Linked DNA regions of Capra hircus: region 2 is linked to region 1. A link is a contact called in public Hi-C data. All regions are on one chromosome and are shown on one strand. Each heading gives the region's core, a stretch centred on a gene start, on an enhancer-like site or on the middle of the called end of the contact. The rest is flanking DNA. Distances are from core to core; before and after follow the strand shown. Region 1 overlaps TRPV4 (transient receptor potential cation channel subfamily V member 4). Region 2 holds the start of TCHP (trichoplein keratin filament-binding protein).

What was found. Hi-C and Micro-C count contacts between places; a contact is called where the count stands out from the background.
Region 2: a Hi-C map of blood shows a contact between it and region 1, with 1.8 times the contacts expected there. The contact joins the promoter of TCHP here to the enhancer-like site in region 1. A contact is called at or near these places in 2 of 5 Hi-C or Micro-C datasets (both in blood).

What each region holds. Positions count from the first base shown.
Region 1 is chr17:7,689,203-7,695,081 of ARS1.2, forward strand. It overlaps TRPV4 (transient receptor potential cation channel subfamily V member 4), which reads right to left. Exons shown (of 16, transcript XM_018061106.1): 4 at 1,046-1,198; 5 at 260-400. Among named protein-coding and RNA genes, the nearest start is that of TRPV4, 23 kb to the right of the region's middle. Within about 2 kb of position 2,134, at least 1 of the 5 cell types and tissues checked has an H3K27ac peak or open chromatin away from gene starts, as enhancers often do.
Region 2 is chr17:7,757,603-7,763,481 of ARS1.2, forward strand. TCHP (trichoplein keratin filament-binding protein) reads left to right here and starts at 3,698. Exons shown (of 13, transcript XM_018061108.1): 1 at 3,698-3,845; 2 at 5,293-5,486. The coding sequence starts at 5,293.

The DNA of each region.
Region 1 (5,879 bases), core at 884-3,383:
CTCTGATCCCATCACAATGCCCGCTGCACAGACAGGACAGCTGAGGCTCAGGCAAGCGAGGTGATGCTCCCTTCCTCAAAGGTGAGACCTCAGTGACCAAGACCAACGAGGCGGCCTGTGCCCTGGGCTCCGTCTGGGCCTGTGGTCAGCGCAGCCCTGGTGTCTCGGGAGGTGTCAGGACTGCCAGCACCACCAGGTACCCCCTGTGGCCCCCAGCGTCGGCCCCATGTGCCCCAGCCCCCACCAGGCCCCTCCTCACCGAAGTAGAAGTAGCCACCCTCGTCCTTGGGCTGGAAGAAGCGGCCTCGTGCCTGGGCGTGGACGTCGGCTCCTTGGGCCACCAGCAGCTCCACGTAGTGTTTGCAGCGGCGTTCGATGGCGATGTGCAGGGCAGTCTGGCCTGGGAGGGAGTGGGGGACAGTCACCAGGGGGCAGGGGGAGCGCACAGCCCTGACCAGGTGGAGATCCACCCCAGTGCTGCGTCACACCCACAAGTTTAGGCTCACGGGATATCCGACTTGGAGGACCCCAGATGCGGGGACTCTGCAGACTCCTAAGAGCCTTTCACGCCAGAGGAAACAAGGGCATCGTGGTCTCACAGGGTTTGGGACGCAAAATTCACAGCCTCTGAATCTGACATTCAGGAATCCGAAACGTCGAGGTGGATTCATGGATCTCAGAATTTAGACCCAGGGAGCTGGGCCTGGTGACACCTCTGCCTTTTCGAGCTGTTGGTTCACAGGACCATTGTCACAAAGCCTCAGAGTCTCCAAAACCAGAGCATCTTGGGTCCGGGTTTCCAGGTTCACAGCACCTTTGGCTCATTGCACGTGAGAACCTCGGAACCTTCAATTCTGAAACCCAGAATTTAAAAGTCGGAAGGGGTAGTTATTGTTGTTCTTCAGTCCGTTCCTCATTCATTCCACAGTTGGTTCCAGGACATGCTGGTCCTCGCGGCCCAGGCTGAAATGAGGTGTTGCTGGGGGTGGGGAGCGGTTGGACAAGTGAAGAGGGAGCCCCCCTCCCACCCAGCCCGGGGCCCCACCTCGGTAGTAGATGTCTCGGAAGGGCGAGTTGATGAATTCCCGCATGTTGCCCGTGCGCTCGGCGATGTCCAGGAGCACGGGGATGGTGTCGTTGCGGCCATTGCTCAGATTCAGCAGGGCCTTGGGCAGGCAGGTCTTCCCGGTGGACGGCTCTGCGGGGAGACACGTGCAACAAGAGGAGTGCTCGGCCCGAGGCCCAAACTGCTGGGCAGCAGGGGATAGGGCACTGGGCAGGGAGCCAGAGGTCCTGGCCGTGTTCTCCTTTCTGAGCCTGGCCCCTATCTGCTCCCTGACCCCACCCCAGGGTACTGAGAAGGCCAAAGAAAACTCAGAGGAGCAGAAGTTCTTTAAAACATGGAACGCTGCAGCCTATAGAGAGATGGTACTTACCAAAGCATATTTGGAAGGACTTTTTAAAAAATATATATTAATATATTTATTTGTCTGCATTGGTTTATCTGCAGCAAGCAGGATCTAGTTTCCTGACCAAGGATTAAACCCAGGCCCCCTTCTTTGGAAGGCAAAGTCTTAACCACTGGACCACCAGGAAGTTCCTGGAGGGACTTTTAAAAAATCAGATAAAAAGGGGGAATGCTGAGTTAATCAAAGCCAATCGCCACCATGTCTTCACTACAGGACTTCTCAGAGCCTTTAATCTGCTCATGAGGACTGCTGCTGCTGCTGCTGCTGCTGCTAAGTTGCTTCAGTCATGTCCGACTCTGTGTGACCCCATAGATGGCGGCCCACCAGGCTCCCCCGTCCCTGGGATTCTCCAGGCAAGAACACTGGAGTGGGTTGCCATTTCCTTCTCCAATGCATGAAAATGAAAAGTGAAAGTGAGGTCGCTCAGTCACAGACCCACGAGGCAGCCTTTGCTTGAACACAGATCCTTTACCCATGAAGCGGGTGCAGTAGCGCCCCTAGAGGGGAGCAGAGGGAGTGCAGCGTTTCCCGAGGTGGGGGCTGTGAGCCATAATAGACAGGAAACTATCTTAGAGGATTTGGGGGCTCCTGCAGAGGCAGCAATGGCAACCCGCTCCAGTACTTTTGCCTGGAAAATCCCATGGACAGAGGAGCCTGGTAGGCTGCAGTCCATGGGGTCGCTACCAGTCGGACACGACTGACCCACTTCACTTTCACTTTCATGCATTGGAGAAGGAAATGGCAACTCACTCCAGTGTTTTTGCCTGGAGAATCCCAGGGACGGGAGAGCCTGGTGTGCTGCCATCTATGGGGTCGCACAGAGTCGGACACGACTGAAGCGACTTAGCAGCAGCAGCAGAGGCAGCAATAAAAACAGCAAAAGCCTAAGTGTGCAAGGTGTCAGCCCCTTGTCAAATCTCTCCCGTGAAGTCAGTCTCTGTTTGGTACTGAGGGATCTTTAACACCTCCCCCTAACGCTTACTAATGTCCCTTTGCAATTTTCTTTCCCTCGTATTAATTTTTATGGTGATGTGAGTGGATTTATACCTTTAAAAGAGAGAGTCAATGACAAGAGAACTGGCTTTTAACCAGGCACGGGGCAACACAGCCCGATGCAGGAAGGGGCCCAGGAATGGGACAGGGAGCGGGAGAGGCAGGGGTGGGCTGAGGGGCTCGCTCTGGAGCCAGGATCCCTGGAGCTCACATCAGGCTTTGCTCCCCATTTCTGATTTGTGTGTGACCTTTTCTCCACTTCCATTTCCTGTCTAACTACATTGAGCCTATAAAGGGAAATCATAGGCTAACAGATAGCTGTTGATGAGCCCAGCACCAGGTAGACAGGGATTCTCAGTAAGTCATACTGTTGCAGTTATTATTCTACCAGAAATGCTTTCAAGACTCTCCTTAGATACCTGGAATCAGTGGAGAGAATGGGAAAAACCCGTGGACGCAGAGAGACCTGAATTCCAGTCCCACTGCCCCAGGAGTGAAGTTGCTCAGACAAACCTCATTCTGGCTATTTCTTGCTACATCCCTGGCGCCCAGCCCAGTGTCGATGGCAGGTAACTATGTACTGAATAATAACAGCCTTCACCTTTCCATCTGCATAAGGTGCGGGGCGCGGGGCGGCAAATGCTGGCCGAGGCCCCTGGGGAGTCTGCTCAGACTCACGAGCCTGGAGGTGGATCAGTCCTGTTTCCGAACTGACAGGGAATTAGAAAATTAGAACTGTCGCAACTCTCCATGCTGACCTCATCATCTTTCGTTCCCCAGACCCCAACCCGGTCTGCACGTGTCCCCTTCTTAGACACTGATGTCCCTAGCCAGCCAAAACCTCTGTTACTCGTCTCCATCCTACCTCTTGTGCACACCCTCTCCCCCAGCGAGTCCCCACCAGTTTTACCTGTTTCTCCAAGCCCTCCACCACTCTCCACCTCCATTGCCACCAATCCGGCCCAGCCAGCATCTCTCTCACATGCCCAGGACACCTGCCTGGTCTCCTCTGGACATCCTGGAATCCTGGACAGCCTCTCTGGACATCCTTGAATCCACTTTCCACATAGCAACTGAGTTCAACTTTGGTTATGGTCAGCCACAGGGCCTTTGCACATGCCGCTTTTTTAACCTTCTCTCTAATCCTTCCCCCCGCCTGTTTTTACTTGGTTAACTCTAGTTTGTTCAGACTCAGCTCAAGTGTCACCTCCTCCCAGAAGCTCTCCCAGATTTTCCTGATCAAGTCAAATCCTCCAACACAGCTTCTTTGTGGACACACAGTTACAGGTTGTAATTGTTTATTTGTTTCTGTGATTGCTTAATCAATGTCAGTCTCACTCCTGAGACTGAGAGAAACTTGAGGTCAAGTCTGCTTTGTTCATCATCTTTTGCCCCAGGCCAGTACCGGACCTGACACTTGGTAGGGGCCCAATAACCACTTGTTGAGTAAATACACATTCCGTGAAGGGGCATGCTGTGCACTGCAAGGAATTCCAAACCACAAGGGCTCAAGTGGTTTATGTAGGATGTGGGACCACACCGTTGATTTGGACTGTAGCAGGGTACGGGGCTGCCAACCTGGGTCCTGGGATACGAAGCCAAGAACAGGGCTCAGGCAGAAATCGGGCATGGTTGCAGTCACAGGACTCCACCACCAGGTGGCGAAGTGGCTTTGCCCACTGGGGAGGCTGGACCCAGGGGCCCTAAATAAACTGTTCTGTTGGAGGTTGTCAAACTTTTGAAGGGGTGGTCACTGACTCCCCTAATGAGCTCACAACCTCTGGCTAGAAAAACATGCAGGGGTGGAGCCAGTGTTTGAGGAGATTGAGACATGCAATTTGGGGATCCTGTTTCTGAACATGAACACACAACTACAAATTCCAAGTTAGGTCCACGGATGTATTGGGGGCCAGAGCAAGAGAGGATCCTAAGCCTAAGTAGTGGGCCTCACAGTAAATCCCCCTCTACACCTGCCTTATTCGGTACAATGTCAGGAACCTCCCCCAAGCCGGCCTTAGAGCCCCCCACCCAGGCTCACGCAGACCCACTTGCCTGAACTCAGCCTGCACTCAGAGACCCAGTCCTGAACTCAGGAAAATCCAGAAGTCTTGGCAAGTCCAGCCTGGTGCTTCTCAGCCCACCAAAGGCAAAGCACCACGATTTCTGTTTCACAGGGGCTCCCTCCACTCCAAAGCTCCCCACTTTTGCCTGGTGAACTTGGGGGGCTAGGTGGGGCTGTTTGGCCAGGGCTTATATGGGGTTTATCTCCAAATGAGATCGGCAGCATCACGGAGACCTTCTGAGGGGAGAGGGGGACCCCATCCCCCCACAACTCTAAGCTCATGCCCCAAACAAGGCCATACTCTCTGCACCCTGGCCGGGCACCATGAATGAACACTTTTGGTAAGTCCGGTAATTCTCTTCTGATGGACACAGTACAGCAGAGTATCATTTTGGTGTTCAGAGAGTCTGGCTGGTAAAGGTATACGTGAAAAATACACTGCAGACCTGGTCAGCCTATTTAGGCACTTAATTTGCTTGAAATACCTTAAGTCTCCAAATACCTGATCTCCCTGGAGCTTCGTCAGCCCTGTTACTGTGGCCGGCCCACCTGAGACAGGCCCTCCTTCCTGGCAGGTGCCACAATTCTCGACATTTTATATTGATTTGTGGGGTCACTTGGCCAGTTAATGACAGCTCACCTGGTACCTGGCACACAGTATGTAGCTGACTTGGGTGGAGGGATTACAGGCTCCCCTCCCTGATGTGCAGAGAGGCCGGGGCAGCGGAGAGAGCCAGTGCCCTAGGGCGGATGTTTGAGCCTGGACGAGGCTGGAGGGAGCTGTCTGGGCTACGTCCCAGGGCAGTGGTGACTGGGCTCCAGTCTACAGTGGGGAGCCGGAAAACTGGGCAGGGGCAGGGCTCGGACCTGGAGAGCAGAAGAGGAATGACCTGCGACCCCCTCCAGAGCTCCCCAGACATGACAGGGGCTTCTGGGACCCTGGCTGCCTTGTGCTCAGCACTATGGGATTCTCTGGCCGCAGAGGCCAGGGCTACGCTGTGATTATTCCCCAGGGTACAGATGAGGAAACAGGCTCAGAGAGGCCAAGGATCCCTTAAGTGGTAGAGGTGGGATCTGAGCCCAGGTGTGTGGACTCTGGGCTTCCCTGGTGGCTCGGATGGTAAAGAAACAGCATATAATGTGACCTTGCTTACCTGTGACACTTTCCATAAACAAAGGCTGAATGAAGAAAGGCAGCCAAGGCCCAGAGAGGTTAAGTAATATGGGAAAGGACACACAGGACTAGACTCCCTGTCCAGTGCTCCTCCTGGCTAGTGCAGCCCACTGACCCAAGAGAAGACACTGACGGGAAAGGGGGCCCCCGATGCCATCCCCCAAACCCCAGCTGGCCCGCC
Region 2 (5,879 bases), core at 2,448-4,947, 70 kb after region 1:
GATTTATCAGAAAGCTCTCCTAGCAATTCAGAACTCCCAGGGTTGGACGACTCATGCATGGAAAGCACCTCTTAAGTATAAAGCATGGGGGAAGTGATCAACCAACTAAAGTTTTGATTTTTTAAGATTTTTTTTTTCTGAGGTGGACCATTTTTAAAGTCTTTATTGAACGTGTTACAATATTGCTTCTATTGTTTATGTTCTGGATTTTTGGCTGAGAGGCATGTGAAATCTTAGCTTCCCTACCAGGGATCAAACCAGTACCCTCTGCACTGGAAGGCGAAGTCTTCACCACCAGACTGCCAGGCAAGATACCCAATGCTTTATTTTTAATAAAATTACACAAGTAACAGTGACCAATTAAAAACCCACAGAGAAAAATTAAAATCACCTCTAATCCTGGCCCCTAGTGACAACCACTGTTTCGGATGAAAAAGGCCTTTTACCCCTTTTTCTCATGGATAATACCTACCTCTATTATTATTCCTGTTGTTATTGTTATTAAAACACAAAACTGGACTTCCGAGAGGCAGCCTTGTAGCCCCAGAGTCTTTGAGCTTCCCTATCTACAAGACATCCTTGCTTTCAGGGAGGGCGGGGAGGCCAGCTTAGGTATGAAGAGAGAACCCAGGGCGGTTGAAAACCCAGCCTAGATAAATGTGCCTCGGCAGCGCCACCTGCTGCTTTTGTAGGGGCATTGCACGGCCTCCAGCACGGTCCCGGTTCAGCTAATAGGGAAGCCGCCCCCGTGTTACCATGCCACTCCCATGCCTGTTTTCTCCTCTCTTGCCAGAATACCTCCAAACAAGCCCAGGAACAGCCCCAAGAAACAGTGCGCTGGCCCGGGGCCTGTGCATGCAGTGTCCCTCTCGATGGCTCCCTGCCAGGGCTACCGCTCTGTGGGCCATAGTTATCAACCTGTCACAAAATACTTAATATTCCTGAGCACTTTATATGGCCCAACTGGTCCACATCTACTGGCCTCTTTTAAGAGCTATATCTGTAAACCACACACTTCTGGAAAAGCAGACTGAAAAGAGGTTCACAAGCTCTGGAAGGTGGATGTAAATCCTGGCTCTCATGGTGCCGGCAAGAGATTTGCTTGACCTCTCAGAGTCTCAGTTTCCTTATCTGCAGAACGAGGGCAGGAACCTCACCTGCTGGAGGGAAGCTTACACAAGAAAATACATCTAAAAGCATCTGGCACATGGTAGGTATTCAAACAATGTTAGTTCCTTTTTTTTTTTTTCTTTTTGCTTTCCTTCAACACCATCTTTCCCTTTTTCTCTTGGAGAAAAATTAGGGGCTCAAAGTTGGGGGGACTCTACTCATTCATTCTCGATGAATATTTATTAAATGACTACGCTGTGCTGGACGCTAGAACCATAGCAGGGAAAGTAATGATTCCTAACCTTGTGGAGCGGCAGAGCAAGTTCAGGCCCTGGAATCAGACAGAGCTGGGTTCAAGGCTGGGCTTACCACCTATAAGCTGTGGTTCCTCGGGCAAATTCCACAACCTACAAGCTGCATTCCTGTCTCAGAAGATAGGCCAGAGGGTATGGCCTGGGGCCTCAGGCTTCCAGGACAAGGTCAGTCAAGCCCTAGGCCCTTGATCCCAGCAGTTGAGCTTGTTTGGTCCTTTAAGGCCATTATACAGATGAGGCAACTAAGGCCCAGAGAGTGGAAGGCCCTTGCCAAGAGCTGCAAAACCAGGACCTGAAGGCTCGTCTCCCACAGCACAATTCACGCATTTCTGAAGTTCCTATCACACTCAAGAAGGCCTATCAACAACTATTTATTAATCAGGCTCTTTTGCCATGTGGGCGGCTCTGGCTGGGCTGAGGAGAGTGGGTGGCTGCTTCCCTTCTCCGCTGTGGACACAGGATGGGTGACTGGCCGTGAGCTTGGCCCAAGGGGTTGGGACCAATCCCAGGCTAACTCCAGGGGATCTCACGCACAGGGCAGGGCAGGTTCTGAGGGAGATGTGAGAGGGACTTCCCTGGTGGTCCAGCGGTAAAGACTCCGTGCTTCCACTACAGAGGGGCGCAGTGCAATCCCTTGTCAGGGAACTCAGATCCTGCATGTCCTGCATGCTGCCAAAAAACTAGGAAAAAAAAAGGGGGAGGTATGCGAGCGCATGCTCTCCTGAGATGCACCAGGCGCTCTGCTCCCGAGGCCGCTCCATTTAAACTTTCATTTCCTCTCATAAGGGCAACTGTAGAAAGCAGCCCTGTCGGTATTCTTATTTAAAGCTAACCTGAGGCACAGTAAAACTTTCAAGACTTGCTGATCGGAATCAGGCAAAGGAAAGGTGTTCAGAACACTCTACCGGCAGGATCTAGAAGAGAGGTTTTTAGAAAGAAGATGTGAAAGCAAGGAAGTCGTTTGATTGGCTGTAACTTAAGAGGTTGCCTTGTTTGGAAAAGCCCAGTTGGCTGTTTGTGAGTGCTAAGTTTCATTTTCTCCAATTTGGGTGCATTGGCTCTGGCCTAGGTTTAGGTTGACCTGCATCGGCTACGGAGGTGTCACAGCCTTCCCAGTCTAATGGGCTCCTTTTTCAATTACTTGAACATTCTTATTTCACGGATGAGGACACGGAGGCTCAGAGTGACGAAGTGACCTGTCCAGACCATACGACTGTTGTGGTGGAGGCTGCAACAGAGGTCACTCTGTTCAACCAGACTTTATACTGCATCCAGGGAAAACAGAAGTGAATAAAAGCCGGAAGCCGGCGGGGGGTGGGGGGGGACCTTCCTTGGTGGTCTGGTGGTTAAGAGTCCAGCTTGCAATGCAGAGGACCCAAGTTTGATCCCTGGTTGGGGAACTAGGTTCCCACATGTGGCAGAGCACCTAACCCTACAAGCTACAACTAGAAAATGGGAGTGCCCGCGACTAAGACCCCAGGCAGCTAAATAAATAAAATTTTAAAAAAAAAAGGAGGAAAGGGTGAAGGAAAGAATAAATGAAGACAAAAATGGGAAAATGAAAAGAGCCTGAATAAAAGAGTTAATACTTTTGCTTTTCATTTATTTTTGTCACACTGCAGAGCTTGTGGGATCTTAGCTCCCCAATCAGGGATTGAACCCAGGCTCTCGGCAGTGACAGTGGGGTGTCTTAACCATTGGACTGCCGGGGAATTTCCAATCTTTTAATTTCATTTCTTAAGAGAATAGTTGGTACATAGAATGATACACGTAGCATGTGAGTTATAAAACATACCAACAGAAGGAACACCCTTGAACCCACCACCATCCTAAAACAATAGAAAGTTGCCAATAGCTCGAACCTACTTATATCAGCGGTTCTTCGAGCTGGCTGCACCTTGAACACACCTGAGGGGCTTAGACAACCACAGAGTGCTCGATGGGGTTTGTCTGGAGTCCGGTTTGGACATCTGGATTTTTCAGAGCTCTCCAGGTGATTCTCTTGTGCAGCCAGGTTTGAGGGTGACTGGCTTATAATTCCCTTCCCTATTATATCCCTCTGATTTTCCCCGACGCTCACCTGCCTCCCTCAGGTAGCCATCATCCTGAATTTGGTGTAGTGAATGGATTCTTTTCCTTAGACAAGCGATGTCTGCGATTGAGCTCCCGCCCACCACGAGGGGGCACCGGAGAAAAACACAGACTTCTTTTCTTGCTTTGCGCGCCGAGTAATCGCGCTGCAGGAGGCTTGGCCCTCGCGGCGCTCCATCGCCGGCCCGTTGCCTCGGCAACGAGCGGGGAAACGGCCGGCGTAAGTGCTGCGCTGTCCGAGAGGGTCGCCGTGGCCCGGGCAGGGATTATTTGGGGCTTGCGGGACCTTGGGCCGGGGCAGTCTTGGGAAACTCCGGCGCGCAGAGAAACGTGAGTCGGGGGTTTGGGCTCGGTCGGGGGCCGGCGTTGGGGTCTAGACCCTCAGAGCTCTGCCGCAGTCGGCTCCGCGCTGGCGGGAAGCGCGCCCGCCGTCCCGGGACGCGATCGCGGGGCGCCCGGGGCTTCGGCTTCCAGTCCTCACTCGGCTCCCCGCGCGGCCTGGGTCCGACCCTTTCCTCTATAATCTCTTTTGTTGTATGTGGCTGAGAGAGGGATGCGACTTGTTCAGAGAGCCTCCCAGCTTGTTGTTGATGGTTCATCTGGGGCCGGAATCTTCACTTTCCTCAATCCTCGTGCAAAGATTTATCCGCAGGCGGCCTATGGGGCAAAGAAAAATGTCTGTCAGGCCTGCCACAGTCTGAAGACAGATCTGACCTGGCAGTCTCAGGCTAAGCTTGACTCAGACGCAGATCATTTTCCTCCCGGTTCGGAGGACTCTGAGTTTGTTTATTTGCCAGAAGCTCCTTGAGCACTGTCACAGCCAGGCACTGTGTAGACCCTGCACCTGGGGCAACTTTTGGACCGGGAGTGGTTGGGGGGAGGTGTCCGAAGAGACTGGTTCTGCTTTCGAGTCTCCGGCCGTGTCCCCAGATCGCCCCCTTGACCCGTGCAAATTGATTCTTCCCTCTGGGTGGTAGTTTCTCCATCTGTAACAAGGAGGGATCTCCCTCCATGCTCATCCAGAACATTACCAGGTGTGACACCTGGAGATAGCAACCCACTCCAATATCCTTGCCTGGAGAATACTATGGACAGAGGAGCCTCGTGGGCTACAGTCCATGGGGTTGCAAAGAGTGGGACAGGACTTTGATTTCAGCAAGCCACTTTCATTTCACTTCACAGCCAGGGCATGTTGGTCCCAACAAGTACCATCTTGCAGTCTACAGAGCTTGGGCCCTCATCCCAGGCTAACATGAATTAGGCTCCCAGCTCCTGTTTAAATTTCCTCTGCTTCCTGGCTTTGTGATCTTCAGCAAGTCATTTTACCTCTTTGAACTTCAGTTTCCTCAGCTGCCAAAAAAAGCAGGGCGCTGGTAACAATGAAAAAGGTCATATAAGTCAAGGGCTTGGCCCACATCCGCATGCCTGCAGTTATCCTCTCTGTTACCTTAGGCAGAGCACAGAAACCCCCCGTGTGCCAGTCCAGTGTCGTCAGCATTGGCTCCCTGTCTCTGCACTGCCCTCACTGATGTCAGGCTCACAGCTGGGTGCAGTCCAGGCTTCTTCAGCTAGATGATTTGGGGTCCTGATAGCAAGTCATTTTTAAAATGCTGATGCCTGGGAGCCTGCACTGAGATTTTTTTTTGACTTAATTGGTCTGCCTTGGGGCCCAGGCTCTACCAGGTGATTCCAGTGTGCAGACCAGGGTGAGGACCGGGCCTCAAAGGGGTGAGGGGCTGCAGCAGGCTCCTGTTCTTAGCGCCGCTGTTCTCCTCAGATGGCACTCCCCACGCTGCCCTCCTCCTGGTGCAGCCGGAGGCTCCCAGATCAGCAGGCCGCCCGACAGCGCCGCCAGGAGCAGGAGGTGCATCTTCGGCAGCAGTGGGACCAGAACAGCCGCTACTTCCAGATGTCCGACATCCGCAGCTCCAAACAGGCAGAGTGGAGCTCCAGGGCCTCCTACCAGCGGAGGTAACTGTGCGGTGAGCACCTCCCCTTAGGGCTGGAGGGCCACCTACTGCCGGGAGATGTGACTGACTCAAGGACCTGGGGGAGGGTGGCTGGCCGGCGTGGATACTCGCGTGGAAATGTGACGATTTCCGTGGATACTCGCATGGTGATGTCTTTCCAACTGGAAACTGAAAAAAAGGTCAGCAGTGAAGTAACACATTTGACTGAAAAAGATAAGATGATAAGACGTGTATGTAGAATCCGGAAGTCCCCTGGTAGCCCCATTTCCCCAGGAGAGAACCACTGTGAACTGTCTGGTCCGTAACCTCCCGTACACTTCTTCATCTGTGTTTGTGTGTAAATATAGATACAAGCATACACCCATTTTTATAGAGAGAGATACATACGAAAACA